Linked DNA regions of Mus musculus: regions 2, 3, 4, 5, 6 and 7 are each linked to region 1. The links are chromatin contacts, called in public HiChIP or PLAC-seq and promoter capture Hi-C maps. All regions are on one chromosome and are shown on one strand. Each heading gives the region's core, a stretch centred on a gene start, on an enhancer-like site or on the middle of the called end of the contact. The rest is flanking DNA. Distances are from core to core; before and after follow the strand shown.

Region 1 (4,151 bases), core at 35-2,534:
CAACATTGATGACAGGCAGTTCTCAAAATAAGGATAGCAACCATATATGAGGGCATAGCAATCAGCATGTGAATAATACAAGGATAATCCTTATACAGTGCACAATAACATTATTCCTACAGTTCCCTAAGGAAGAAACTGGGTAAGAAACTATGGGCTTTATTTAATAATATTGCTCATGGGGCTGGAGAGATGGCTCAGTGGTTAAGAGCACTGACTGCTCTTCCAGAGGTCCTGAGTTCAATTCCCAGCAACCACATGGTGGCTCACAACCATCTGTAGTGGAAATCTGATGCCCTCTTCTGGTGTGTCTGAAGTCAGTATACTCACATACATAAATAAATAAAATCTTTAAAAAAAAATACTGGTCATGGGTTTTTAACAAGTATGAGATGCAGATCCCTCTTTTTTTTTTTTTTGAGATGTCAGACTCTCACTGTAGCCCTGACTGCACCTGGAATTCCTTGTATAGGACAGGGTGGCCTCCAACTCAGATATCCAAGACAATCACCTGTCTCTACTTCCCAGAGTGCTGGGATTAAAGGTGTGTGCTACAATACCCAGCCCTCAAATGTCAGTTTTGTTCTGTTTTGTTTTGTTTTGTTTTAACGACAAGATCCAATATGCAGCTTTGACCTGCTTGAAACTTTGTAGACTGGCCCCAACTCATACAGAGTGTTGGGGTTAAGGGTGCACACCACCCACCGCACCTGTCAGATTTAATGATAGGGACGCACGTTGGGGGGGGGTCATGTGGGAACCCACTATATTATCCTCTCATTTTTAAAAATTTATTCATTTACATGTTAATTTATGCATGTGTGTAAGCCCACATGAGTTTATGAGCACCACATGCACGCAGGTGCCTGCGTCATTTCTTTTTTAATACTTATTTATTTCATGTATGTCAGTACACTGTCGCTGTCTTCAGACACACCAGAAGAGGGCACCAGATCCCATTACAGATGGTTGTGAGCTACCATGTGGTTACTGGGAATTGAACTCAGAACCTCTGGGAGAGCAGTCAGTGCTCTTAACCGCTGAGCCATCTCTCCGCCCATCATTAAAAAAAAATGGTTCTAAAACACTGTTACTTGATGGGGATAGGGCAGCAGTCATCATCACCTGATTCCTATAATCTCAATATTATTCCTGTAACATCAAGGTTCAGAAGCAGAAGGGACTTTGCCCTTAACAAAGATGGTAGCCACTAGCGTCGGTAGACTGCCTGCCCCGGACAAAGAGGGCGGCCCCGCCAGCAGGAACCGGAAATACGAGTCTGGGCGGTGCGCGGGGTACGGTGGGCGCTGGGCGGGCGCTGGGCGCGCAAGGTGCGCGGGTCCGGTTATGAAGCTTGGCCGGGCCGCTCTGGCCCTGCTGCTGCTGGCGCCGTGCGTGGTTCGTGCGGTGGAGCCCATCAGCCTGAGTCTGGCCCTGGCCGGCGTACTCACCACCTATATCTCCTACCCTCGTCTCTACTGCCTCTTCGCCGAGTGCTGCGGCCAGATGCGGAGCCTCAGCCGGGAGGGTAGGCGGGCACCAGGCGTCCGGGATGCTGCGGCAGGGGGATGGCGCCGCTGCCAGGCCAGACTTTGGCCGGAGGCCTGAGAGATGAGTGGTCGGGGCCCGGGGTAGGGTGTCAGCCCTGCGCGGAGCTCTCCGGGGCGGCCTCACGGCACCTCTTCCGCTTGGCTTTGGGGCCAACCCCGAGGAAGGGCAGAGTTCGCAGCACCAGGGTCCCTCAGCGCTCTCCAAACCAGGCTCCGCGGGCCCTGACGTCCTGGAAATGGGGCTGCCTTTTGCCAGCTTGTTTCTCTCCTGACCAGAGTGATCTTTCCTTTCTCAGCGCTGCAGAAAGATCTGGATAACAAGCTCTTTGGACAGCATCTTGCAAAAAAAGTCATCCTAAACGCCGTGTCTGGTTTCCTAAGCAACCCGAAGCCCAAGAAGCCCCTTACCCTCTCTCTGCACGGGTGGACGGGCACCGGCAAAAACTTCGCCAGCAAGATCATCGCGGAGAATATTTACGAGGGCGGACTGAACAGTGACTATGTACACCTGTTTGTGGCCACGCTACACTTCCCCCACGCCTCTAACATCACACAGTATAAGGCAAGAGCATTAAGTTGACCGCCTTCGCGGATGACCCGGAATTGGGGTTTCTCTGTTGTGGGGTGGGATGTGGGAATTCCACGTCAGTGAGTGAGCCACAACATGGCTCTCTGTATGTCAGTTCCTCTTTAAAAGGTGTGCACAGAAGTGGTCATATCCCTTGGAGGAATGACAGCTGAAGCTAGGCTACCGTGTTTTAAAGGGGACTGTCAAGAGCTGGGGGTAGCTCGGCATAGAGCACTTGCCCAGAATGTGGGAAGTTCTGTATTATGTCTCTCCACCCCAACTCCCACAACTCCCGCTGTGGCGAGGGTGCACTGGGGGATAGATATGTAAGTTACAAAGGGTTTGAGATACATAGAGCAGTTAGACCACCAAAGTTTTATGAGTGGCCTCTGTGACACTCATAAAGTGACTCGGTAAGGTGACAACTTGGCTGGGAAGTGGGGACATAACAACTCCAGGGTCTTTAGGAGTCGCCTCCCCCCGCCCCCTGTTGTGAAAAGGAAACCTAGAGGCCAAGTTTGCTTTGACCCAGCTGTTGCAACCTGCTATTGGAGTTTAATTCTGATAACAGGCTCACACCTGAATTCAGGTTCGGTCCCTCCCTCCCTACAGCTGTGCAGTAGGGGCTGTCACTTAACTTGAGCAGGGACATTCTTTATCTTAGAATGGTGCTTCAACCTCGAGTCTGTTAGTGCACCCCCTTTCTGTTGAGCATTGTGTGGCCATAACTGTGGCTTTGTGCAGGTTGTTTAATCTTGGTGCCTGAGGTCAGCGGGTGTTTTCCTACACACCTGTATTCCCAGCAGGCTGAGGCAGGAGGATCACACCTTTGAGGTTAGTCTGGGCTACATAGTAAGCTTCTGTTTGAAAACAGAAATGGAGAGGATGTCAGGTGGAGGAAGAGGAGAAAATAGGGGCTCAGTATCATTTCCTCAATGGCTTTGGGGAGAAGATTCAAAAATGTTGTCATAGCCAGGCATGGTGGCGCACGCCTTTAATCCCAGCACTTGGGAGGCAGAGGCAGGCAGATTTCTGAGTTCGAGGCCAGCCTGGCCTACAGCATGAGTTCTAGGACAGCCAGGGCTACACAGAGAAACCCTGTCTTGAAAAACAAAACAAACAAAACAAAAAATGTTGAGTTAACAGAGCTTGGAACGGTGTCTCGCAGCAGTGGGCGCTTGCTCACAGTCTGGGGCAGGAGACTGGGCAGACCTTCTCTGTGGAGTTCTAACGACTGAGTGAGTTGTATGGAACCATGAGTTGCCACATGATTCAGGTCACTGTAGGTTCCTCTAAGGCAGTTTCTCAACCTTCCTAATGCTGTGACTCTTTAATTCAGTTCCTCATAAAATGATTTCGGTATTACTTCAGAACTGTAATTTTGTAACTGTTATGAATCTTAACACAAATATCTGATCTGCAGGTATTTGATAAGTGCGCCCCGGGGGTCTCGACACACAGGTTGAGAACCGCTGCTGGGAGGGGAAGCTGGTCCATACCTGCAGAGTTGCTGCTTACATTAGATACAAAGGAGAACTGTATTGTGGTCACAGAGCAGTGGAAACACCCTAAGCAGATAGATGTACAGTGTAGCTGTTCGTGTGTTCTTTAGAAAGATACATGGCTGCCTTCCCCAGCTCACTTCAAGAGGAGGGTGGCTGGAAATACCTACACCCTAGGTAGGATTTGGGCTCAGTTTTCCCAGGAAGATGCTTTAAGAGGTCTGTGTGTCTCCCCTTGATGGCTCAGTGTATACGAACCTGGCTGGGGTTTGTCTGGGGCTGGCTTAGGGTGACTGAGGCTCTGACTTCATTCTTTAGCATCTGCCCCACCGAACAACCAAATACAAATAAGGTGGGCTCGTTTGTCTGCTTTATTCTTGAGCCCGCTGCCCATGAGCTCATTGTTGCAGCCTGAACTGTGTTTATTATCATCATCATCATTTTAGTTTGGTTTGTTTTTAATTTTGTGTTTGTGTGTGCTTGTCATCATGTGTGTACACATGTCTGTCTCTAGTGATGTGCCTCAGGATC
Region 2 (3,686 bases), core at 1,155-3,654, 890 kb after region 1:
GCCGTAGGAGGTCCAGCTTCTGGGAGGATTCCTGGAGCTGGGCCTGGGCCTACCAAGGAGACACAAACACCAGGTATGGGTTAAAGGGGTCAGGCCACACCTCATGGGTATTCACTACTACCCTCCACAGGCAGCAACCCTGGGTGCAGGCCCCACTGCATGTGGATAGACCCAAACAGAGCTGTAGAGACAGCAGTGAGCCGGGGACACAGCCTGACCTCGGCCAGTGCCTTTCGGTCCTGCATCCTCTGGCCACCAAGCAGCTTCACCACATTCTTGGCACCTGCAGCCACAGCAGCCTCTACTCGAAGTCGGTGCTGCAGCTCCTCTGCCAGCAAGTCGGGGCCTGCAGGGCGGAGGTGAACCCTTAGCCTCGGCCATCGAGGGCCACCCTCCCTGACCTGAGAGGCCTCACCTGGCTCTGGAGAGCCACTGGACTCCAGGCTGCTTATCTTCATCCGGAGCAGGGCCACCTTCAGTTGACTGTCCTTTAACATCTGCTGGGCAGCCGCCAGGAGCTTCCTCTCCTGGGGAGGTGACACTCGCCCCATCAGAAGGGGCTTACGGCAGACCACCAGGGCCTGGGTGGGGCTGAGCCTCCCCTGTTATACCAAGGTTCAAGCTCCTACAAGGAAGATACTACAGGCAAGCCTCCCTTGTTGAACTAGGTAATGGGGGGTGGAGGCTGGCGGGGTGAGCGGAACCTGACACTCATCAGTTTGACAAGCTAAGTAGTAAGGATTCTGTCAGATGGAGAAGAGAGGGTAGGTTGCCAAGAGCTGGACGGGCAGCCGGCTGGATCTTCCGCTAGCCTTCTGTTGTTGGGCTTTGCTGACAGTGTGGGTCAGAGACTTGCCTCACCCACCTACCTGTACTTCTAGCATTAGGTGAGGAGCTGGGCCAGGGTAGCATTTCCCTGTTGGCACAGGGTCTGGCTGGCTTTGTGATCCTTATACCTGAGAGCTACGTCTCTCCCATCAGGTAGATGAGAAGCCAGGCCTACCCCTCTTCATCAGACGCCAGCCCTTACCTTGGGGGTGCCGCTGGCACACGTGTGAATCATATTCTCAGCCCCCTGCTTTACCTTTAGCTCTACCTGCAGCTGCCTATGTAAAGCCTCCGAGAGCCGAGCCCTGGACTGCTCCGCCCGCGGCTGGGGTTCCGAGGTCACTGGCTCTGCAACACAAGGCTAGAGTTCAGACCCCGGGGAAGCAGCGCTTGCCTTTTTCCCTTCCCTTCCGTATAGACAACATGTGGATGATATAGGGTGGTCAAAGCCAAGGCCAGGATTGTGTTCGTGAGTCTCCCGTTCCCAGGTTTATTCAGACTCCTCGCTCACCGGCTGAGGCTGGCAGCAGAACTTGGGCATGCAGCTCCCGAAGCTCGCCATGCAGCTGCTCCAGGCGGCGGTTGGAGGCCCTAAGCAGTTGCTGCACATGACCCAGGTGGCGTCGGTCTGTGGCCACGCGCCGCATGTTCTCCATGCCCTCCTTGATCTTCAGCTCCTTCTGGATGGCTCGGCGGACCATCTCTTTCTCATCCTTGGGGGCTCTCTGGCCAGTCCCAGGCTGCAAAGGGCAGAGAAGTCTTAGCCTACCCTGCTCCACAGCAAAGAGGGAACAGATACAAAAGGCAGAGCCCCAGAGTGTCTCAGAACCCTGCAGTGTCTAGCTCCTGTCTCCCTTTCAAAGAAGGGAGAGAGAAAACAGACCAGGTTCGCCCAGTGCCTTCTGGGTACTGAGGTTTACACTCTAACAACACACTAAATTCCCTTCTCCTTGGTAGTAGTCGCTCTTTTGTGGTCCTGGGGAAAGAAGCCACAGCCTGGAGCGTGCTAAACAAGAGCTCTGACACAGACCCACATGCTTAGCTCTCATTCCTATTTTATACAGGAGCAACAAAGAAAGAAGAGTTAGGTGGCTTGCTCACACAGGCAACACAGAGGAGTGGCCACTGTGGATCGAGGGACAGTGTGATCCCATTTTCTCCCAGCCTGCCACACTGCTCTCCCTAGGTCTGAGAAGCAACCGGAACCTGGGAGGTAATGTAGGCAAAGAATTCACTCTAGGTCCCCTGCAGGAGACAGCCAGTGGCCCAAAACACCACAACTTATTTCTTTTGCCTTACATAGTGTGGCAGACAGGTGCTGTGGCAGAAGTGGCAAGCAGGAGCTACAGCTGTTCACCAGATTAGAGGCACCATCAAAGGCAGGGAGAGAAAACTTCTCGGAGGCTGACCTTATTCCAGAGCAACTCCTGCTGACCCCCTTCCTATCCCCAGGATCCTGGAAGCCACACTATTTTATCCTTACCTTTCGGTGTTCCATCTCCTAAGCCCCATGAAAGAATGGCTACTCTGTTTAGGGGCCCCAGGCCTCAGCTAGGTTGATCGTCCTGCCTTAACTGTCAGAGGGCAAGGGCGAGGCTCAGGAAATCCTTTGGCTGCCCCAAGCAGGAGGGCCAGAGCCAAAGGCCTGAGCAAACAAAGCTCTTACAGAGCTGGGGGCCTGCTGGCCACCGGGGTCCTGAGTCACCTCGCTGCCGCTGCTGCAGGGCGGAGGCTCACAGGAAATCGGAAAATGTGTATAAGCTAGACAGGCCGAGAAGGATCTCCGGAGGAAGGGTACTGGGAGGGGTGAGATCCAGCCTTTCAGGCTGCCTGAGGGCTGCGGTGCTCCAGTCTACTGCACTTCACCTTCCCCTCAAGTCCTGACTTGACACTAGGGTGTTATCTTCTACATAAACATCTCACCTCACCTTTAACTGTCCTGGCATAGAACAGTATCTCTCTCTCCTGCTTAAGTGACACATCTAACCCGAACCTCTCCACATTGTGGACCCCTCGTTGGACCCAAGAGTTCCTTGCACAATGCTGAGCCAAATCCCTCTAGTGGCCAACTTGTTCTAGCCTGTGGGTGTGGTGTATTGGGGACAACGCCCACTGCGCGCACAATCTTGTCCCCGTTCCCCGTCCCTCCGCTCCCCCCACCCCCTCCCCGCTCCCCCAGTCCTCTTGGAAGGCTGTATACTCCAACCTTTGCGCTCCTGGCAAATTCCCACCTTCCTGCAAGTCTCTAGAAGATCGAATTTTAGGGAACTTGACCTATCTTACCCCCACCCCCACCCCCGGTGGCATATTCCACGGTAACAGGCGTGCTGCCGGGCTGGATCTCCGTCACTTCGGGGACCTGGGCACCAGAGCGTCTTAACCCAGGGCTCAGGCAGAGAGGCCAGAATAGTGTGAAGATCCGAGCACCGTGTGCTCAGAGTTGCAAACACGGTCGCTGCGTGCGCTTGGTTCACCTGGCGCACAGCCCCCTCCGGCTCCATGGCGCCTTGCCCGCCAGTCCTCTCCTCCACTGCGGTTCCGGAAGCCCGGGTCTCAGTGCCTGACTTTCAAACTTGAAACTTCCCGGGAAGTGGCGCGGGACACGCGGTCGGGCGCCCCCTCCGGAGACTCGCGCGCCCCGCAGGAGCTGGGGAGCAGCGCCCCCTCCCGGCCACGCGGGAGCAGCGTCACGCTCTGCACCGCAACTGTTCTTAGAGATGGGAAAGCCGAGGGCCATTTCTGCTCTAGCTTTGCCCGCAGCATGCGCTGGGGCCTGGCCTGGTCACGGAGTAAACCTTGACCCAAATTATGGCCAGATCCAAATAAGATACGAACTAACTCAGACTTGTGCAAAACGC
Region 3 (4,109 bases), core at 985-3,484, 920 kb after region 1:
TTTTTTTTTTGAGACAGGTTTTTTGTTTTTTGTTTTTTTTTTGTTTTTTTCTCTGCATAGCCCTAGCTGTCCTGGAACTCACTCTGTTGACCAGGCTGGCCTCGAACTCAGAAATTCGCCTGCCTCTGCCTCCTGAGTGCTGGGATTAAAGGCGTGCGCCACCACTTCCCAGCCATTCCTTCCATTTTCAAGCTATCTTCAATATATACAAACATCTCACTTCTGCTAGGGTAGAATCCAGTCCCCCAGACACTAGGCTGATTTATATTCTCAGGGCTAGCCTTATCTTTATTGAGCTGGTTTTCTTTCTTTCTTTCTTTCTTTTTTTTGTTTTTTTGCTTTTTTTTTTTTTTTTTTTTTTTTCAAGACAGGGTTTCTCTGTGTAGCCTTGGCTGTCCTGGAACTCACTTTGTAGACCAGGCTGGCCTTGAACTCAGAAATCTGCCTGCCTCTGCCTCCCAAGTGCTGGAATTAAAGGCATGTGCCACCACCGCCCGACAAGCTGTTTTTCATATTTGATGCCTTGAACTCTCTCCTTTCCCTTGACCAGGTGAAGAAAGCCTCTTCTAAGCCTCTTTGTCCAGTTCAGCTGGACGTAGTTGGTTCCAAGTCTGTTTTAAGACATTACTCTAGGACTTTCACAGCTTTGGGCTTTTTAAGTGTGATTAAAAAAATTATATCTTATTATTTTTATGTTTATGGATGTTTTGCCTGCATGTGTGACTGCACGTCAAGTGCATGTCTAGGGCTTTCAGAGGCCGGAAAGAGTGTCAAATCTCCCTGGAACTGGACTTGCAGACAGTTATTAGCTGCCACGAGGGTCCTGGGAAGTGAACCTGAGTGTCTTGGAAAAGCAAGCAGCCAGTGTTCTTAATCTTTGAGCTCTGAGTATGATTTTTGGAATCCTTGGTGATGTTTGCAAAGCAGTCCTTGTTAGGAAGACTTTTCTATGGCTTTTTATTATCCCTCCCAGTGCTGCTAATCTAATCGGCCTTCCTGGCCTTGGCTGCTCTGCTGAGGGGCATCCTGTCCCTGGGTGGTGCACTGAGAACAGGACCACGGCAGGCTTCCTAGTCTCAGAAAAGAGGAAATAGACCCAGAGGCCTAAACTAGCAGATGGTTGTCTAGAGGCTCCAGGCTTGGTTTGGGGGATCAGGCAAGCCACCTGTAAGATCTTACTGGGTGACTTTGGACGATTCCATATCTGACTGTAAGAGGCACAGGAGTAATAACAATTGAGCTATAGGGGTAGTTCATTGGTAGAACATAGGAGCTGGCATGCAGAAAGCCCGGGGTTCAACCCCAGCACTTCAAAAAGCAAACCAGCTAACTAACAAGCAAGCACACGGAAGGCTAAGGATTTAATAAGATAAACACTCATTTCTAAGCCTCTGCCGGCAGTGGTGGCGCACGCGTTTAATTAATCCCAGCACTCGGGAGGCAGAGGCAGGCGGATTTCTGAGTTCAAGGCCAGCCTGATCTACAAAGTGAGTTCCAGGACAGCCAGGGCTATACCGACAAACCCTGTCTCGAAAAACAAAAGAAACAAACAAAAAAACCCAAACAAACATAAGCCTTTGGGTGCTTGGCTTGACACACTATAGGCACGCACTAACTTGTAGTTAACATTTCGTGTGTGTTGAGGACTGAACCTGGGGCCATCTATCATTGAGATCAACTTCTCCTGTGGTTAGTCTCGAATTTTAATTTAACAAGCATTTTATTTTATTGTTTATGTAAATTTATTATTAGGCCTCCCATCCATTCAATCCCACGTTCGATCTGTGTATGATCTATTTCATTCCATTCATTGGAAATGATGCCAACTCAAATGGCGCAAAGTACAGTTCTGGAGTAGTCGGCTGCTTCCAGCCCGGCCGGTTCTCCGGACCAGCATGGCCCACTAGGCCTGCGGCGGTCCTGCCTCTGCGCCCGGCCGCTCAGCGCCATCTTTGAACCTGGAGCCCACGCCTCACTTCCGCTCTTTTCCTTATACCACGAAGAGCTGTTCCGGACCCCCAAATGGCCTCTGGGCATAGGGCAATCCCAAATCGCTGCGGTTTTGTTGTATTGGCTGATAAACATTTTCATTATTTTTCTTCTGGGCCTTAAAGACGATGCTGTAACCAGTTCAAAAACGGCGCCCACAGCTTCACTTCCTCTCGTCGGACTTCCGTTTGTGGGGGGCGAACCCGCTAAGGTCACGTTCCAGGGCGCAGGCGCGAGAGGGCGGGACCGTCGCCATGGCAATGTGCGCGTCGCCCAGGCCTTTTCGGCGCGTTGGAAGCGCTGGAGCTGCTGCCCTGGCTGCTGGCGGGGCTGGCGGCGCCGAACGGCGAGGGCGGCCTGCGCCTCTTCAGGATGAGACCCTGGGCGTGGCGTCCGTGCCCTCGCAGTGGAGGAGCGTCCAGGGGATCCGCGGGGAGACGGTGAGGGCGCGGGCCCGCTATGGCAGCGCGGGCGGGAAGGCCTGGCGCAGCGTTGTGTTTTCACGGCTTTTTTGTTTTTGTTTTTTCGAGACAGGGTTTCTCTGAGTATCCATCCCTAGCTGTCCTGGAACTCAGAGATCCGCCTGCCTCTGCCTCCCAAGTGCTGGGACGAAAGGCGTGCGCCACCACTGGTCCGCGTGTTTTCATGTTTTAATGAAAAAACTCACAGATGCTTTCGCGTTAGCCTTTTTTTCGGTCTCTGAGGAGAAAGAAACCAACCAACGAAAACAAACAACAACAAAAGCAAACCAGGACAACAGAACTCTTAGGGGTCCCATGCTGTCGTTAAATGACATGTAGTTAATTTACATGGTGGATCGTGCACGTGTCACAGCGCCTGTGGAGGTCAGAGGAGAACTTTACACAAGGTTGTTATTTCTTTGCACCACGAGGGGCCTGGGAATCCAACTCAGGGTGTCATGCTTGGCTAAGTGCCCTTACCAGCTGAGCCATTTTTGGAAGTTTTTTTTTTTTTTTTTTTTTTTGTGAATAGCAGTTTTTAGGCATTTCAACTTGACATTATTGGTGTTTGAAATGGTCAGATACCTTGAGGGCTAGCTTGAACGGTTTTCTATGTTCCTTTGTTGTTGTTCTTTTGTTTGTTTGTTTGCTTTTGTTTTTGTGAGACATGAGTTTCACTGTGTGCCCTGGATGTCTTGAAACTTGCTCTGGAAACTAGGCTGGCCTTGAACTCAGAGATTGCTGGAATTAAAGGCCTCTCTCACCACTGCCCTGCTATGGTTTTCTAGTGTAACCCAAAAACATACAAATAATGAGATAACGGAGGCCTGATGCTGACCAACTGGTGTGTTAGGGATTCATCAGCAGGGAACCTGGAGATAGCTGCTTTCCCGGTGGTTGCAAGGATTACAGTAAGCCATGTATGTAGACAATGTACTGTAATGCCACATCGGTGTGTCATGTTACCGACAGAGCAGGGCTGAGGAACTGTTGGAAAAATGGATGTTGAGTGGCATTTGAGAAGACCAGATCAAGCGTGAGCACTGGCCGACTCTGGAGCTGGGGTCAGCACATTTGTTTGAGGTGTTGGAAGGGGCTGGAGAATCCTTGAGGAAAAGGGAGAGTGGTCCCAGGTTAGGCCAAAATGGGTAAGTAGAGACAGGTCAAGTAAAGTCTTGAAGAACTCACAAACGAAGACTGCTGTTGACCAGTCTGCCTCCAACCCAAGCCCCAGTGGTGCCTGCAGTCTTGTCTTGAGCCTTGTGGGCCTATGGTCTTATGCCCTGATCTGCTCTGTGTTCCAGGCCCTTCTCCGTGCCCTGGGACGTGGAAGCCCTTGCCGTGGAAAGCAAGAAGCGTGACCATGTTAGAGTACACTGTGTCCTTGCAGCAAGCCCGTGATTTGTGTCCTGGCCTAGCAGGGTGCTCTAAACAGCTCTTGCTTGCTGAGGAGATAGAGTTTGGAAGACTCCTGACTGAAATCATTAGTTCAGTCAAACTTCTTTTTTTTTTTTTTTAAAGATTTATTTATTTTTCCCAGCACTCAGGAGGCAGAGGCAGGCAGATTTCTGAGTTCGAGGCCAGTCTGGTCTACAAAGTGAGTCCCAGGACAGCTAGAGCTATACAGAGAAACCCTGTCTCGAAAAAACCAAAAACAAA
Region 4 (3,795 bases), core at 352-2,851, 760 kb after region 1:
CCAGAAAGGTGCAGACGCTGTCCAGGCCACCTCTGCACTGTCTCCTCAGCCGGGATCCAGACACCTGGCTGAAACTGAGCCACTACTTGTTCATGGTTAAAGAGCCAGAACTGAGGCTGCAGGCTCGCCTGCTCCTCCAGGATCCCACTTCCGGAAGTGTACCTCAGGCAACATCGTCCATGTGGGTACCTTCTCCTCTGGACTACCATGGGGCTGTCCTAACAATGCTCAACCCTCAGCTTCTATTCCTGATGTCTGTCTCCTCTCAGACTGCAGTGCTGAGGAGGCCAAGGACACATTTCCCAACATAAGTCCCAGTCCAAGGCCAACCATAAAGACAGGGCAGGTGAAAGAGCCCAGGGATGGCAAAGAGGTTAGTATATGTATCCCACCTAGGTTCCTCTGCGGTCCCCCCACAAAACCTGCAATCATTTTTGCTTCCTCCCTTGAAGCTCCTTCAAGCAGCAAGTCAAAAACCCAGCCACCTGCCCGGATTCCTGATTCACAGGGCAATCCCAGAAGCCCCCACTCTCTACAAAGGCCACTGAAGTGTAACGAAACTGCTCTGTAGCAGGTGTCCTCAGCAGACGAAAACCACTGGGGAGGTGGTGGGTCACAAACGTCTCTTGGTCTCCTGCCTTGTCCTCTACAGACCCTGGGAGACAAGAAGGTCCAGAGTCAACACCCAAAACCCAAACAAGCTATGGAACTGGGAAAGCAGGGAGTCAAGCCACCCCAGTATCTCCTCACAACACTAGCCTCCAGTCCCTGCTTCCCCTGGACTGCCACAGGGGAACCTAACCTTCACCAACTGTGTGGCCAGGTCACTTCCACTGTCCCAAGCCTCGGAACATACTCTTATCCTCCTTATCCTCCGTCCCCAGCACAAGAAGCAGACCTCCTGCCCTTCCTCCTGCGCTGTCTGCTAGTCTGTGTGCTCCAGAGAGCAGAACAGTCAGCAGGGGTTGAAGGTTTTGCTGCCACCTTTCCAAGGCAGAAGGTCTTTGAAACTTTCAGGTCCTCCATTCTTTCCTTCTCAATTTAGCTTCCAATTTCATTGTCCCCTGGCTTCCCAAGCTGTGTTCCTTCAGCCTGGACGCGTCATTGCTGACCTCCAGCTCTTCCAACCTCACCTCCCTAGATCTGTCACTCCTGCCCAATGCATACATGCGACGGGCTAAACCAATAGGAGAATCGGTCTTTTCCAGCCTGAGATTCCAAAGACCAGGGAATAGTCCCGCAGATCAGAAAGAGGGAGGGGTTCAAGGAAAGAGTTCGGCACCAAGTACTAGGGGAGCCCGGGTGGAACCTCTGGGAAGGTGCACGTGCGCGGAGGGGCGTGGATCTGCAGGGACCGCGGCGGAAACTCGGGTGAGAGGTGCGAGCGGAGGTCGGGCCCGCGTCATTGGATTCAGGGAGGTGACAGCGCGTCCCTTTCCATACTCGACCCACTCACCAAGGCCCGCTGTTCTCGGCCGCCACGCAGGCAGCCCTAGTCCTGGGTCTGGCTACCCACAGCCAGTCGCGCCGTGGGTCTTTGGCTCCTTGTTTTGTTTGTACCGCTTCTTAGGTCTCCGCCCCGGAAGTGATGTCACCGAGCGCAAATGCTTGGGGATCCTAGGCTGTCGCCCAGTCTTTAAAGGGCACACAGAGCTTCGCACTGCTTCTGACAGTTCTCTTGAGCTAAGCTGCATCTGGGCGGAAGTAGCCCATCTAGGGCTCGGCCTCTTTAAAGGAACAGACTTCTGCAACCTTGGGAATACGTTTGGGGTCGCGGGTTATTGGACAGAGCAGCGCTATTGTTTGCTGAAGCAGGTCAGTTCCTGGTTGCCGTGCGGGGTTTCATCTAGATCGTGTGTTGAAGTTAGCTAAGGTTTGCGAGTGCTGTAGCTCTTTGATCCATGTGCTCCTGTTTGTATGTGATGTGTAGCTTCTCTGAAAGAAGGATCTATCCCCTGAGAAAAACTTGCACACGCGGTCTTGGCAGCTCTACACTCAGTCACAGAACCAGTTAGACTAGTTCTCTCTGCACCCACGTCCACTCTCCCAAGGTAGTCCTGGCCAAGAAGATGCAGACTGCGCTAACGGAGAATTGCCTGCAGAGCTAGCGCCAATAGTCTCTGTGGGTCCTTCTGGGTTCTGTCGGTTCCCGGGCTGCACGGCAATTGGATTCATGTACTAATGTGGGACAACTTCCAAGATAACTTAGGTTAAAATAATAATAATAATAATAATAATAATAATAATATTTTTTAAGTTAATGGGACAGAAAGAATAGCCTTCAGTCCTACTGAAGCCTGCTATGGTCAGATGTGCAAAACCCATGTTCTACCAGGCATATCACAGACATGCCACATGACCTGCAGGAAAAATGGGGCTGAAAGAGGCTGAAAGAGAGGGTGAACGAAAGAGAACAGGGCTGTCCCGCGTAGGTGGACTCCAAGGCTTACAGTCCTCCATAGACCTGGAGTATCATCTATGAACAAATGTGACCACAATGGTAGACACCAGGTGGCCCCGCTGGTGGGTTCACCGTTTTATACACACCAGTTCTGTTTACCAATGGGTGAGGCACAGAGTTTGGAAAAGGATTCCCACAGATGTTCACTCCCCTCCCACCCGCAGGAGGGTTTGAAGACACCAGGTCTCTCCCTCTGCTTCCTGGGAGCCTTAGCACTAATTTTTGGATCTCCTGTGTAGTCGACCTAGTAGGGAGCTCAGGGTCTCACAGCCAACAGGACACTGTTTCCACCCTATGTTTCTGTGAGAGCAACAGACAACCTGGCAGTCAGTTCCTGTGCTGAAAACTTTTTTTTTTAAGATTTATTTATTATTATATCTAAGTACACTGTAGCTGTCTTCAGAAGAAGGCATCAGATTGCATTACAGATGGTTGTGAGCCACCATATGGTTGCTGGGATTTGAATTCACGACCTTTGGAAGAGCAGTCAGTGCTCTTAACCGCTGAGCCATCTCTCCAGCCCTGAAAACTTTTTTTTTTAAGATTTATTTTATTTATTTTATGTAGCTGTACAGATGGTTGTGAATCTTCTTGTGGTTGTTGGAATTGAATTTAGGACCTCTGCTCGCTCCAGCCCAAAGATTTATTTATTATTATAAAAAGTACACTGTAGCTGTCTTCAGATGCATCAGAAGGGGGCATCAGATCTCATTATGGGTGGTTGAGCCACCATGTGGTTGCTGGGATTTGAACTCAGGACCTTCGAAAGAGCAGCCAGTGCTCTTACCCGCTGAGCCATTTCACCAGCCCGTGTTGAAAACTTTTGTATAGTACAAGGAACCAGACTGGGTGAAGTTAGAGGGGGAATTCTCCAAGATTGTGACAGAGAAGTGTGTAGCATGCCTGCCCAGCCTCCCTTCAGGTCCTAAGGGGTTAGCAAAGAGCACACTGTTAGAGCAGGGCCGGCTCTCTTGGACCTGCTGTACTCATTCTACAGATGGATAAACTAAGTCAAGACAACCCATGTTCCATAGCTAGTGCAATATTGGAGCTGGGACCATTACATCTAAGGCCAAACTTCAGGGTTTTTTTTCCTTGTCATGAAATGGGGACAGGTCTTAACCAAGCTTCTCCCGTCCCAATTCATTGGGCACCGTGGGTAGTGTTGTGTCAGTGAGTGGCCGTTTCCTGGCAGAGAAAATGTGAACATTCTTCAAGGGACCAGAGCGTCCAACTGGAACAAACTACTTTGCCTTGAATGCCAGGTCCCCGTGAAGATCAGACTGACCTCAAACTCACAGAGATCGCCCTGCCTCTGCCTGCTGAGTGTGGGA
Region 5 (4,004 bases), core at 1,215-3,714, 840 kb before region 1:
CCCACGGGTGTCTTTGTGGTGATGAACTGTCCCTATAGGGAATGAGTCCTGGGGTTCTGAGGAGTCGACACTCTGAGGAACTAATAAACAGTCATTTATTTCTAATCGATGCTTCAACTTGAAGCTCAAGTTATTCCATGAAAGGTAGGGTTGACTGAGTGCCCACACTGCAGAGAGAACAGGGGCGGAACCCCCCGCCCCCTACCCCGGCATGGGGGCAGTGAGGGAGGGATCACCACTCCTGTACTGTGGGAGTGTCCTGAGGCCATGTCCACAGGACACCAGTTCTCAGACTCTTTCCCAAGATTCTCAGTGTCCTGTCCTCTAGGCAGCTCACTCTGGGTCATGGGGCTGGAGGGATGGGGGTGGGGTGCAGGGGAGGCACAGGTAGAGATGCTGGGGACAGGACTCCAGAGCCAGGCCCTCAGAAATCCAAGGTGATTGTGTCTGTTTCTGTCGGAGCACTCTCGCCTGTGTGGGGGCCTTGTCCAGCTAGCCTGCTCCCTGACACTGCTAAGCCCTGGCCATGATGATTCCCTCAGCTGAACTGCTCTGTCTGTGGCTTCAAGAGCCAGCTGGATGGGTCTCACCGACCCAATCTCACAGAACTCTCTAGAACTATCAAGGGGCTTGAGGACGAGCCATCTACAGGGTGTAGGACTGAGGGAAGAAATCTCCCTGGGGTTCTGTGAGGAGACTGGGGAGACCCCAGTGGTGGTGAACATTTATGAGAAGGGTGTGTTCTTCATGACTTGAGGAGTGTTGTGACATCATCAATTTCAGAGGTTCGGGGCTGATGGAGATCATAGCCATATGGTGTTCCAAGCTGGGTCCTATTCTGGGGGGGGGGGGGGATCATTCAGATGAAACCAGGAACCTGCAAGGGCACAGCCCAGACTGGCTGTCATGAATATACCCTTTCTCACCCAGTCTCAGCCCTCCCTCACACCATGAGAAACACAGATGGGTCCAGAAGCCAGGCTGCAAGGAAGCCTGGACAGGCTGCATGGAGCCCTGTGCCCTCAGGACTGCAACTCAGAGAGCCTTGGAACCTCCTGGAAAGCTACCCCCCACCCCAATTCCTCCTGTAACACTGCTTCCTTCTTTGCTCAGCCTCTAACCTTGACAAGGCCCATCCTGCTCGATGACATCAGAAACACCCTCAACTCCAGACTCCACGCTGGCCTGGACAGCAGCTGCTGGCAAGGTCCCCCATCATGGCGGACAGTAGCTGAAGACACTGGGGCTCAAGGATCAGAGGGACAGATGCAGGCAGGAACCCAGGAGTGTGCCTGAAAAGCGCTTTGGGAGTCTGCCCAGCCCTCAGAGCCAAGTGTTTGATTAAAGCAAATGTCTGAGCTGGCCTCCCAGCCCCATAGTCACAGCACGGCAGGTGGGAGCCCAGTGTGAACTGAGGAACTGAGTGGGCCACAGGGGAAGGGTCCCACCCTACCATGCAGTTGCTGAATCCAGGGTGTGTGGGTGGGGCATTGTCATTAGTCACCGGAAGAACTGCACTGAGTAGTGGCCCTGGAATGGGCAGTGACCACACCTTGGCCAGAGCACCCGTGGTCAGCATCCAGAGGGAGTCTGGTAAAAGGAGGAGGCTATGGAGATGAGGTATCTACAGCCCCTGCAGACACACACTCACTGCGGTGGTGCCGGCCGGTAAGAACAGCACCCAGCCGTGGACTCAGCGGAAGAGAAGTCATGGTGTGTGGTTAGGGGTGGTGGTGACAGACAACCCTGTCCTTCCTGAGGGTGCCAGTGTGGGAGGAAGGCCTCATTACCTGCCCTACACCTTTGCCAAGTCTACACCTAGCTAACTCGATGCCTTATCTCCCAGCCACCTTGACAGCCACTGGGGAGGTAGGTATGATCATACTCCGCCATTTAGAAGGGCAGGCCCTGTGGCTTTATGTCTGGATGGGCAGCCAACTCTGGAAAGTATGACCAGCCATGAGGCCGCATGGTGAGAGAGACAGAACATACCACTGTTGTCACAGACTGAGTGTGTTGCTGGAGCTGTCGCCCGAGAGGGACCTGCTTAGCCATGAGTTCTAAACCTTGAACCCCTCAGAACCAAGAATTCCTGCCCAGTTTCATGTCTCCCGAGGCTCCTAAGGAGGGGTATATCATATACCAGAACACCTCATCTGCCTACAGAAGGGACTGGGTGTCCATGACCCTCCAAGCCCTCTCAGCAGTGAGGATGCTGCCTCTGTAAGCCCACCGTCTCTGGAGGGAGACCAAGGCAGGGCCACCATCAGGGTTCTCAAGAGTGGGCCTCCATGTCTCCACCGGGAACCTCCAGTGTCTGAGCCCGCGGTTGACCCGTGATGATGCTCTCTGTGCTGCAAGGGTGGCGCCCGCCACTCTTCATCAGACCACATCCTGTTTGCGTTGTCTCTTTGTCCTTTGGCCCACGGTGCCCCTTCCTTCACCACCAGCAGCCCCAAAGGAATCCTGGGGCTAGGAATGCATAGCAATCAGGCAGGCTGGGGCTCGCCTCTCCAGGGAGCTTTATAAAGCGGGGGAACCCCAGAGCCATGCCTGCTGGACCGGGACCTGAGCAGCTCTGCCTGACAACTGGGGTCCAGGGACTCACCTGCCCTTCTTAGAGCAGCCCTCAGCACAGTGAGTACAGCAAGGGACGGGAGGCCAGGCTCTCCAGGTGAGCTGGGTGCAGGCGGGTACAGCCAGCACCACGAGCCACACACCAGGAAGGGCGGGTGTGTGGGAGACCCGCAGCTTCATCCTCAGCTCAAGTTCCACCAGAGCCAGCCGGCCCTAGATGCCAGCCAGGAAGTATTAATCTCTGGGGATAAAGACCATTCCTGGTCCTCCCCTTCTATGGGGAGAAGGGAATGAGACTTGTCTGTCCCATGTGGGGGGCCCTGCCCTCTCCACCCGTGCCTGAGGAAGCCCCTTTAGCAGCAGCAGACTGGAGGCTACTCCAGGCCCTGGGGACTAGGGGGCTTAGCAAGCTGGATTTGGGTAGAAAGCAGGGCTGCTTTTGTTGTTGTTTTTGAAGCTTTCTGGCTGCGCTCACTTCTTTGAAATGTTTTCAAGGGAGCTGTTTCTGGAAAGAAGTCGTCCCCCCTGTCCCCCCCCCTCCCCCCTCCGTCCCCCGCCACTTCCAGCTTCAGGGGCTTCCTCAGAGGATGAGCCAGCTCGGCTCAGCTCACCCATGGTCACTGCAAACACAAGCATCCTCTGTGAGGGAAGGGAACAGTTCCCACCAAGGGATGTGGGGGGGGGGACCTCGAGACAATGAGACAGGTATGGGGGCACAGAGTAATGAGGCTACCTTGAATTCAGCTCTCTTTCTTATAAAGCTGTAGGACCTAGGGCAAACCCTGAGGCTCTCTGTGCCTGAGGTCCTAGGGGGGGTGGCCCCGGGGTTGGTGGGCTGGATGGCTATCATCAGGAAGCAATCATTTCCCTAGAGACTGGCACAGGGAGAAACCACACTGACATTAGAGCCCAGAGCTGTGTGGTGGGGCAGCGTTTGCTGTAGACAGACTTACTGTACAGAGAAACCCATTCACCAGAGCCTGTCCTGCCCAGTGGGAGCTCAGTGGGTGCTGGCTGTCCCCAGCCTTGCCTCTAGCTCCTCCCCAGGTAGGAGTTTGACTTACACAAGGGCCACCAGGCCCATTTCCCCCTCCCAAGAGCAACTTGTTCCTGAATTAGGGAGACAGTGGGGTTTCCCAGCAGAGCTGCTAGACCTATTCATTATCAAGTTGAAAACACGGCAGCTTCTCACTCTGCCTACGGCCCAAGAGTCAATAATTATAATAGAAAATTGAACCCAAATGCACACAGCCCCGAGGGCCACCCGGGTACCTCTGCAAGCCAGCTGGCAGCTCTGGTATTCCAGTACTGAGCCACCAAGGCAGGCAGCTCCCCGGCTACAGGTGAATAGGAATCAGACTAATTGGTCCAGCTGGCTCCCGCGGTGGCTACGACAGCCTGGTGTCCTGGGTGCTAGGGAACCAGGC
Region 6 (3,991 bases), core at 849-3,348, 700 kb after region 1:
TGACTTACAGGGAGACAAGGGCAGGGTTTTGAGAATTAAAGGCAAAGAATCTACGAGGTGAAGGGGTCAATGGGCAGCTTGGAGGAAGTGGGGTTAAAGGAAGAGCAGAACATTGGGAAGCAAAGAGATAGGAAAGAGCATTAAAGACAGAGAACAGGAAGTACAAAGCCTGTGGGCACTGGACGACTGGGAAATTGGGAAGGGCTGGAGCACAGGGTGAGGGGAGGATAGCCAGGGGAGCAGACAGAAGGGAGAGTGAATTTGCCCATGCTATGGCTTGTCCTGTAACCCCAAACCCATGCATTGGAAATTTTATTTCCATTGTGTTACTCAGTGTGGGCCGGCAGGGGACTGCCAGGACGCTTGAGTCAGCACCAGCACTAGGAAGGACAAGGCTAGAAAGTCCCCAGTCGCAGGACCTTGCTGGCTTTCTTTCTCCTGAGTGAGTGTGGGGAAGGCTAGGGGCTGTGAACACAGATGCCTGATTCTGACTTTGCCCCAAGTCTCTTTATTCTGAGGCTAGCCTAAGGTGCTGAGGCACATTACGTGTGTGACTGGGTCGCCTCTCAGAAGCTGACTGCTTGCTAGCATGTACAAGGACTGGCTCCTGTTCCCAGCACTGAAAACAAACAGAACCAACACAGTAAGGGACAGAAAGCAAGGATGTAAGCGTGGCCAGGCATGGTGGCCCATGCCTTTAACCCCAGCACTTAGGAAGCAGAGGCAGACAGAGCTCTGTGAGCTGAAGGGCAGTCTGCTCTACAGACTGAGTTCTAGGCCAGAGCAACAAACCATCACTCAGGGTTAACACAGGGAGGCCCTCCATGCTTGAAATCATAAAAACTGAACAAAAGTTCAGCACAAACTGTACAAAAAAATACTGACATGGGGCTTTGTCCCTCAAAAGATAGCCTGTGAGACAGAAGGAAAAGACAGACAGACTTCCACTACATATTTAGTCACAGACAAATTTGGGAACTGTGGCAGCAGTGGCAGCTGTCAAAAGAGAGTAGGTCTGTGTGAGTGCGTGTGGGTTGGGTGATGAGTGTTTGTCTGTGTGGTATGTGTGTGCTTTTATGTATGTGTCTCTGTGTGTATGTGCACATGGGTGCATTTGTGTGTGAGTGTGTGTGTGTGGTGTGTGCATGCATATGTATGTGTTTGTATGTGAGTGTGTGCGGTATGTGTGTGTGCATTTGTATGGGATGTGTGTGTGAGTATGGTGTGTGTGTGTGTGGTGTGAGTGTCTGTGTATGCATGATGTGTGGTGTGTGTGGTGGTGGTAATAGTGGTATATGTATGTGTGTTGGTGTGTGTGTAGTCTGTTTGTATGTGTGTGTTTATGTATTGTGGAGTGTGCCGTGTTTATGTGTGGTGATATGTGTGATGTGTTTGTGTATGTGTTTTGATGTGTATGTGGTATGCATATGGTGTGTGTGGTATGTGTGTGTGTGTGGGGTGTGTGTGGTGGTGGTGTGTGTTTCTGTATGTGTTGTGAGTGTTGGGATCAAATCTTGGAGCCTAAAGCAAGCACTCAACTGCTAAGCCCCAACCACAGCTCCAGGAGGGACTTTGAAACAAAGATCCTCGGCTAGATCTAATACATTAACAGTCCTGGCATATGAGATTGGGGGTGGTTAACTTAAAGTGTGCGTAGTCCACCCCCTGTATGGTAGGCTTTCATAATGAGCTGACCTAGCTACTGGCCTGCCCTATCCAGGCCTTCATCAACAGGCCCCTGGGGCTAGCTGGATTAGATAATCTGAATTGTGGTTTCTCTACCTCCTAGCCCCAACCCCCACTGTATCTGACCGGGGAGATGGCACCTGGGGAGGTGGTGTTGTGACCTGGCCCTCTTGGGCTTTGTTCGCAGAAATTAGGGTTGATATGCAGGGATCTTTCTCTCCTTTGTGAAATGTCAGAGGTAGTTCAAAGGTCACTAGAGGTCTGCACCCTCCAAACCACGGGCCCCTACCTTCTTGAGTTGTGAGGGACTCAGGCAGGCCATGGGGAATACTGCAGGACTCAGCTGGCTCAGCTCGATGGCTCCAGGGCTGGAGAGGAGAAAGTTCAGGAGGGGAGAAAGACCAGTGACTGAGGCCCAGAAGGATTTAACTCTTACCTACCCAGAAAATATTCAACCCCATGCTCCACCCTTCCAAACAAATCCAGTCTGTGCCTTCCACCCAGGGCCCAGTCCCTCCCCTTGCTCCTCCCCCATTTCTGACCTTGGAGGTGGGCCCAGTCTCAGCCCTGGCCCAGCCTCCAGTTAATCCAGGATTAGCTTTTACCTGTTTTCTTTCATAGGCTGGCTTGATCCCTCAAGTCTTTCTCTAAAATTCACTCCCGGGCAGTACTAGTGTGTCTAGTGTGGGCTGGCAGGAGACTGCCAGGATGTTTGAGTCAGCACTAGCACGAGGAAGGAAAAGGCTAGAAAGTCCCCAGTCGCAGGATCTAAGTTTACCCTAGAGGGACATCTGTTAGACTGCAGGGCTTGGGCCCTGAGTGGCTTTGGACTGTGAAGGCCAAAGGGTCCTAGGAAGATAACTTTGTGTGCTTCTTCAGCTTTGATCTGGAGCCTCTGGATGCTGGAAGAAAGTCTATGAAGAGGTGCTAAGGAAAGGCAGATGAGCGTCCTGGGGAACAGAGCCAGGGGCCTCGGGATGAGGAAAGATAGAGATGTTTTCTGCTCTCCAGCCTCAGACCCTCAGACTGGTGTCTACGGTGGGGTGGCAGGGTGGCCAGAACCACAGTGAGCTCTGAAAAGCTGCTCACTGGCCTTCCCAGAAATGGTGCTTTGTACAGCCAGGGGACAGAGTGTCTCAGGAGTCAGCAAGGGGACATACTGCTCAGCTGTCAAGAGCCTTGGCTCCTGACCAAGTGTTTTTCTGGGCCATAACAGTGGGAGCTACTGCTTTGTCTGGGCTGTCCAGGCCTCAAGAGAGCCAGTGAGGGCTGTGGCCACTGGCCCCTAGGGCTGATGGAAATTCTCTCGGGTCAGGCTGGAGAAGGCTTGGAGACAGACCCGGGAAAGTCACAAGGCAGGGCAGGCAGAACTTGTCCTTTCTGATGCAACCGCTGAGCAAAAACAGACACTCTACCAAGTTCCAGGAACAAAGAGCAGAGAAGGCCCCCGCTGCTGAGCCAGCAATGGCCTGGGGACCTCACCAAACCAGGGGGGGGGGGGAGGCTCAGCCAGACAGGTGGTCCTTTACTTTCTCTGCAGTGGGTGTCTAACAGGCCAGGGTGAACAGCAAGTACTACTCACTGCTGATAAGCAGCCTGGGATTAGCATCTAGGAAGTGCCTTCCCACTGCTTCACCCAATGCTACAGGGTGAGCATGAGTGGGTGGAAATAAAACTTATTTCTTCAGTTTCTCCAAATTTTCTAAGTTGTTCTTGAAGGTAGGGATTAGGCCCACACTGTGGTTTTAGGTAGGGTGGTGAGGCCTGGGTGGATGGGCAGGCTAAGGGGCCTCTGTTCTATTCACTCTGCTGGCCTCAGGGGGAGGGTGGGTGGTGTTCCCACATCTCCTTTTTTTCCTCAGAAGCTAACCAGTTCCAGACTGAATTCTACAGGTCTGGGGCAGAGGCCAGAAAGTCTCTCCCAACCCCCACTCCTACTCCTGGGTGGGGTAGGGGCAGTGGAACTGGATTAGACCAGACCAGACAGGACAGGAAGTTCCTGGACTGGAGGTATGTAAGAGGGTCTTTCTGTGAGTGAAGCCCTCTGTCCATCCTCCCTATCTGCAAGCAGTCCACAGGGACAGAGACGACTCAGGTCTGAGGAATCAGTGCCTGTGGAGCTCAGGTGTCCTCTTTGATCACACTTTGGCCTCTTCCTCACCTAAATACTTGTGAAGGAGGGGCTCCTCATAGGCACATAGTCCAGAAGGCTGCGGGGAGACTTCTGAATGCTATGGCTTGACCTGTAAGCCCAAATCCATCCACTGGAAACTTCGTTCCAGCTGTTTTGATAGACCATCAAATG
Region 7 (3,623 bases), core at 344-2,843, 800 kb after region 1:
ACAGGTGGTAAGGCAGGTCAGACGTGGGGAGCAAAGGCAGGTGTGGGGCCAGGCACCTGAGGGCACAGCAGAGTTCTAGGCCACCCAAAGGTCTCTGGCTACAGTGACACAGAAAGCCCAAGGTTGGAGAACAGGAGTCGGAGGCCCCGTCAGCTACAGGCTTACCTGGGCAGGAAAAGCGGCCCCGTGCAGACATAGACATTTTGGTAAGTTCGCGTCAAGCTGCGGCTGTACCTCTCAAGGTTGTTCCAGGCATTCTGGTTGAGGTGTGGCACCTGGTGGGAGAAGCGAGGCTCAGGAGCACACCTCGGACCTTCCATTAGGCATGCCCCAGCTCTTAATGTCAATGCCCAAACATTTGAAGGACAAGGGCTCAAAGAAGGGCTCCCTCCTTACGGCTCTGTGACTACAGTTTTTGAGCCAGTGCTAGCCACACTCCATTCCTGGCACTCCAATGCTCTAAGCTTTCCCCATCTCAAGGGAAGGAGGAAGGAGGGGACATTAGTCATTCAGAGACCCCCAAGGTCTCTTGGAACTCCCAAACCTTAGGTCAAGCTCTAAAGGCACGGGGACTGGACAGTGCTGGTGTGCACCTTTAATCCCAGCACTCAGGAGGCAGAGGCAGGCAGATCTCTTGAGTTCCTGGGCAGCCTGGAAAATCGAGCAACAAAAGGTGTGGGGTGGGATATGGTCTCCTGTCCATCTCCATCCACTGGGTGGATGTCCCAGGAACCTACTTCACAATCAAGACCCTGCTGGGAGCAGGTGCAGTGCTAACAGTGTGCCCTGGAGGCCTGACTGGCCCTAGGCCAGCAGGGTAGACTGAGGAGTCAAGCTCCCGGGTTCCCTGAGGAAGCACACTGGGTGGCTTGCTGACAGGCATTGCTGCAGCCCGTCACTACTTGGTGCACTGCTTCCCACGGGAGGCTGAAGAAGGATAAACCCCGGATTCTGCAGTGCCACTGTAAGATTCCTCCCTCCCGCCACGGTGCACGTGTAAAGTAAGATCTAGACGCTGCAGTCGGGCGGGCGACCAGGGTCCGAGACTACCTGAGGCGCTACGTTGCTCAGGTAGAAGGTGTCGTCCATGGCCCGCTGACTCCAGCGGTGGTTGGCGGCGGCGGCCAAATGGCCGCGGTCAAAGCCACTGCCGCGGTAGTCCGCATTGGTGGCGCGGTGGTACGCGTGCACAGAGTCATCCTCGCGGAAGTCGCAGGCGCTACGGTCCCCGTCGCCACGGAGCCGCTCTGGCCTCAGCTGCTCCAACACCCAGAGCGCACCGCGCGTGCGCGGGTCGTAGCTAAGCACGTAGGACTCGCGGCTCCGGAGCTGCGCCACGCCGGGCAGCCCGTACTTGGCCAGTTCCCCGGTGCCGCCCGCCGGTCCCCCCGGCAGCGCGGGAAGATCGGCCGCGACCACCGGCAACAATGGCACTCGGCCCAGCAGCCCCGGCGCTTTGCCCTCCCGCCGCCGCCAATGCTCTGCCGCGGCGCCCAGCCCCGCGCCCAGCGCTAGGGTCAGGCCGGCCCGCAGCGCGCGCATGCCTACCGGAGGACAAGGACGCTACTGATGTTAGCACAGAGTGAAGGAGCCTGTGCTGGCGTGGCCCCCGACGCCCTTCAGCTGCCCTTTTAAGACGTAGCTGGGTCCTGGTGCCGCCCTACTCGCTTGCCATTGGTCGTTCCACGTCGGGCTCCGCCTCGCCATGTACACCTCACATGGCCCTGCTTTTAAACAGGACAGAACCCCAGATCTGTCAGACCCCTCAGGTGCACCCACCCTCCTGCCACCAAACGAGCGAAGGATTTCTCTAGATTGATTAACAGAAGAATGCAGGTGTAGCTATTGATAGCCGCCTGGAACCTAAGCTTGCTATATAAGGTTAGAGAAAATAGCTATGCTAGGGTCATACTTTTCAACCCACTTAAAGGGTTTGGCCTGGGAAGTATGTTGTGTTGGCCAATGTTTCCTGTCCGTAGGTCAGGGGCTGGCTAAAGATATTTCCTACATTTCAGATGGAATAGTATTTAACTTATGAATATTTTAAGACATCAACTTCCTTACAACCTATTAAGACGGAGGAAGACCGATACATAAAAACTGAAGAAAATAGGGCTGAGAGTGTACAGTCAGAGCCACACTCATTAGCATGGGACAAAACCAATTATACATTAAAAGATAATTGGGGGATGGCTGGGGGGATGGCTGAGGGGTTAAGAGCTCTTCCAGAGGTCCTGAGTTCAGTTCCTAGCAACCACGTGATGGTTCACAACCATCTGTAATGGGATCAGATGCCCTCTTCTGGTGTGTCTGAAGACAGTGTATTCATATCCATAGAATAATTCTTTTTGTAAAAGGATTTATTTATATATTACATATACAATGTTCTGCCTGCACGATACCTGCAGTCCAGAAAAGGGCACCAGACTTCATTATGGATGGTTATGAGCCACCATGTGGTTGCTGGGAATTGAACTCAGGACCTCTGGAAGAATAGCCAGTGCTCTTAACATCTGAACCATCTCTCTAGCCTGAATAATAATTTTTTTTCTTTTAAGATACATTGGGAAATAGGGCATCTGCAGGTGTTGATGGGTAAGAAGGCAATGGAGGGAAATCATACAAATACCGTGTACATGTGTGAACATGTTATGATGAAACTTGGGCTTGTTTGCTTGGTTGGATTTTTTTAGACAGGGTTTCTCTGTGTAGTCCTGGCTGGCCTGGAACTCACTCTGTAGACCAGGCTGGCCTCGAACTCAGAGATCCGCCTCCCTCTGCCTCCTAAGTGCTGGAATTTAAGGTGTATGTCACCACAGACTGTTGAAAAAATGAAAAAAAAAAGACAAAGTTGTAGACTGGAGACATGGTGCAGCAGTTCAGAGCACATGTTGGTCTAGCAATGGACCCAGGTTCAGTTCCCAGCACCTATATGGTGGCTCACAACCATCTGTAACACCAAAGGATTTGTAGGCAAACACCTATATAGACAACATAATTTTGTTTTGTTTTGTTTTTTAAAGATTTATTTATTTATTATATGTAAGTACATTGTAGCTGTCTTCAGACACTCCAGAAGAGGGAGTCAGATCTTGTTACAGATGGTTGTGAGCCACCATGTGGTTGCTGGGATTTGAACTCTGGACCTTCGGAAGAGCAGTCGGGTGCTCTTACCCACCTGAGCCATCTCACCAGCCCCATAATTTTGTTTTTTAAAGAGCATATTCAACTCTTGCAGAGAACCCAAGTTAAGTGACAGGCAGCTCACAATGTCCTATAGCTTCAGTTCTCGGGACCCATTATATTCTGAACTGTGCAGCCTCTGCAGTTCTAAGGTGAAGGATTCAGCTCAAGTGACCAGAATTTTGCTTGCTTTCTTTTCTTTTCTTTTCTTTTTTTTTCTTTTAAAAAGATTTATTTGTTTTATATATGTGAGTACACTGTCTTCAGACACACTGAAAAAGGGCATCAGATTCCATTACAGATGGTTGTGAGCCACCATGTGGTTGCTGGGAATTTAACTCAAGGCCTCTGGAAGAGAAGTCAGTGCTCTTAACCTCTGAGCCATCTCTAAAGCCTACAACTTTGGTTTCTCTAAAAACACTGTTATAGCCGGGCGGTGG

What was found. Promoter capture Hi-C pulls out the DNA fragments that hold promoters and counts their contacts. HiChIP or PLAC-seq counts read pairs in DNA pulled down with a chosen protein or histone mark.
Region 2: a contact with region 1 is called in a FOXA1 HiChIP or PLAC-seq map of pancreatic cancer cells. The contact joins the promoter of Pkn3 here to the promoter of Tor1a in region 1. A contact is called at or near these places in 2 of 39 promoter capture datasets (the SN4741 cell line and liver), 1 of 115 datasets of contacts at active chromatin or transcription factors (pancreatic cancer cells) and 1 of 9 other capture datasets (embryonic stem cells).
Region 3: a contact with region 1 is called in a promoter capture Hi-C map of liver, with 2.2 times the contacts expected there. The contact joins the promoter of Wdr34 here to the promoter of Tor1a in region 1. A contact is called at or near these places in 5 of 39 promoter capture datasets (the SN4741 cell line, hippocampal neurons, liver and 1 more), 1 of 484 Hi-C or Micro-C datasets (the G1E-ER4 cell line) and 2 of 115 datasets of contacts at active chromatin or transcription factors (neural tube and pancreatic cancer cells).
Region 4: a promoter capture Hi-C map of liver shows a contact between it and region 1, with 2.3 times the contacts expected there. The contact joins the promoter of Kyat1 here to the promoter of Tor1a in region 1. A contact is called at or near these places in 6 of 39 promoter capture datasets (erythroid cells, hippocampal neurons, liver and 2 more).
Region 5: an HNF4G HiChIP or PLAC-seq map of pancreatic cancer cells shows a contact between it and region 1. The contact joins the promoter of Qrfp here to the promoter of Tor1a in region 1. A contact is called at or near these places in 3 of 39 promoter capture datasets (hematopoietic stem and progenitor cells, liver and pre-B cells) and 1 of 115 datasets of contacts at active chromatin or transcription factors (pancreatic cancer cells).
Region 6: a promoter capture Hi-C map of the SN4741 cell line shows a contact between it and region 1, with 2.1 times the contacts expected there. The contact joins the promoter of Phyhd1 here to the promoter of Tor1a in region 1. A contact is called at or near these places in 3 of 39 promoter capture datasets (the SN4741 cell line, hippocampal neurons and liver), 1 of 115 datasets of contacts at active chromatin or transcription factors (embryonic forebrain) and 1 of 9 other capture datasets (adipose tissue).
Region 7: a FOXA1 HiChIP or PLAC-seq map of pancreatic cancer cells shows a contact between it and region 1. The contact joins the promoter of Endog here to the promoter of Tor1a in region 1. A contact is called at or near these places in 7 of 39 promoter capture datasets (the SN4741 cell line, cranial neural crest, hippocampal neurons and 3 more), 1 of 484 Hi-C or Micro-C datasets (CD4 T cells), 5 of 115 datasets of contacts at active chromatin or transcription factors (astrocytes, embryonic stem cells, large pre-B cells and 2 more) and 2 of 9 other capture datasets (adipose tissue and liver).

The regions. Positions count from the first base shown.
Region 1 is chr2:30,965,051-30,969,201 of GRCm38.p6, reverse strand. It overlaps Tor1a (torsin family 1, member A (torsin A)), which reads left to right and starts at 1,284. Exons shown (of 5, transcript NM_144884.2): 1 at 1,284-1,528; 2 at 1,847-2,112. The coding sequence starts at 1,348.
Region 2 is chr2:30,077,416-30,081,101 of GRCm38.p6, reverse strand. It overlaps Pkn3 (protein kinase N3), which reads right to left and starts at 2,404. Exons shown (of 22, transcript NM_153805.2): 1 at 2,312-2,404; 2 at 1,340-1,568; 3 at 1,031-1,176; 4 at 416-527; 5 at 219-346; 6 at 1-49. The coding sequence starts at 2,326.
Region 3 is chr2:30,047,004-30,051,112 of GRCm38.p6, reverse strand. It overlaps Wdr34 (WD repeat domain 34), which reads left to right and starts at 2,234. Exons shown (of 9, transcript NM_001008498.2): 1 at 2,234-2,429. The coding sequence starts at 2,244.
Region 4 is chr2:30,203,653-30,207,447 of GRCm38.p6, reverse strand. It overlaps Kyat1 (kynurenine aminotransferase 1), which reads left to right and starts at 1,601. Exons shown (of 13, transcript NM_001356474.1): 1 at 1,601-1,815. It overlaps Gm31201 (a long non-coding RNA gene), which reads right to left and starts at 1,599. Exons shown (of 2, transcript XR_374214.4): 1 at 1,457-1,599.
Region 5 is chr2:31,809,040-31,813,043 of GRCm38.p6, reverse strand. Qrfp (pyroglutamylated RFamide peptide) reads left to right here and starts at 2,464. Exons shown (of 2, transcript NM_183424.4): 1 at 2,464-2,637.
Region 6 is chr2:30,264,926-30,268,916 of GRCm38.p6, reverse strand. Phyhd1 (phytanoyl-CoA dioxygenase domain containing 1) reads right to left here and starts at 2,098. Exons shown (of 11, transcript NM_001252570.1): 1 at 1,976-2,098. The coding sequence starts at 2,008.
Region 7 is chr2:30,169,494-30,173,116 of GRCm38.p6, reverse strand. Endog (endonuclease G) reads right to left here and starts at 1,593. Exons shown (of 3, transcript NM_007931.1): 1 at 1,051-1,593; 2 at 166-275. The coding sequence starts at 1,542. It overlaps Gm31080 (a long non-coding RNA gene), which reads right to left. Exons shown (of 4, transcript XR_866091.1): 4 at 2,782-2,820.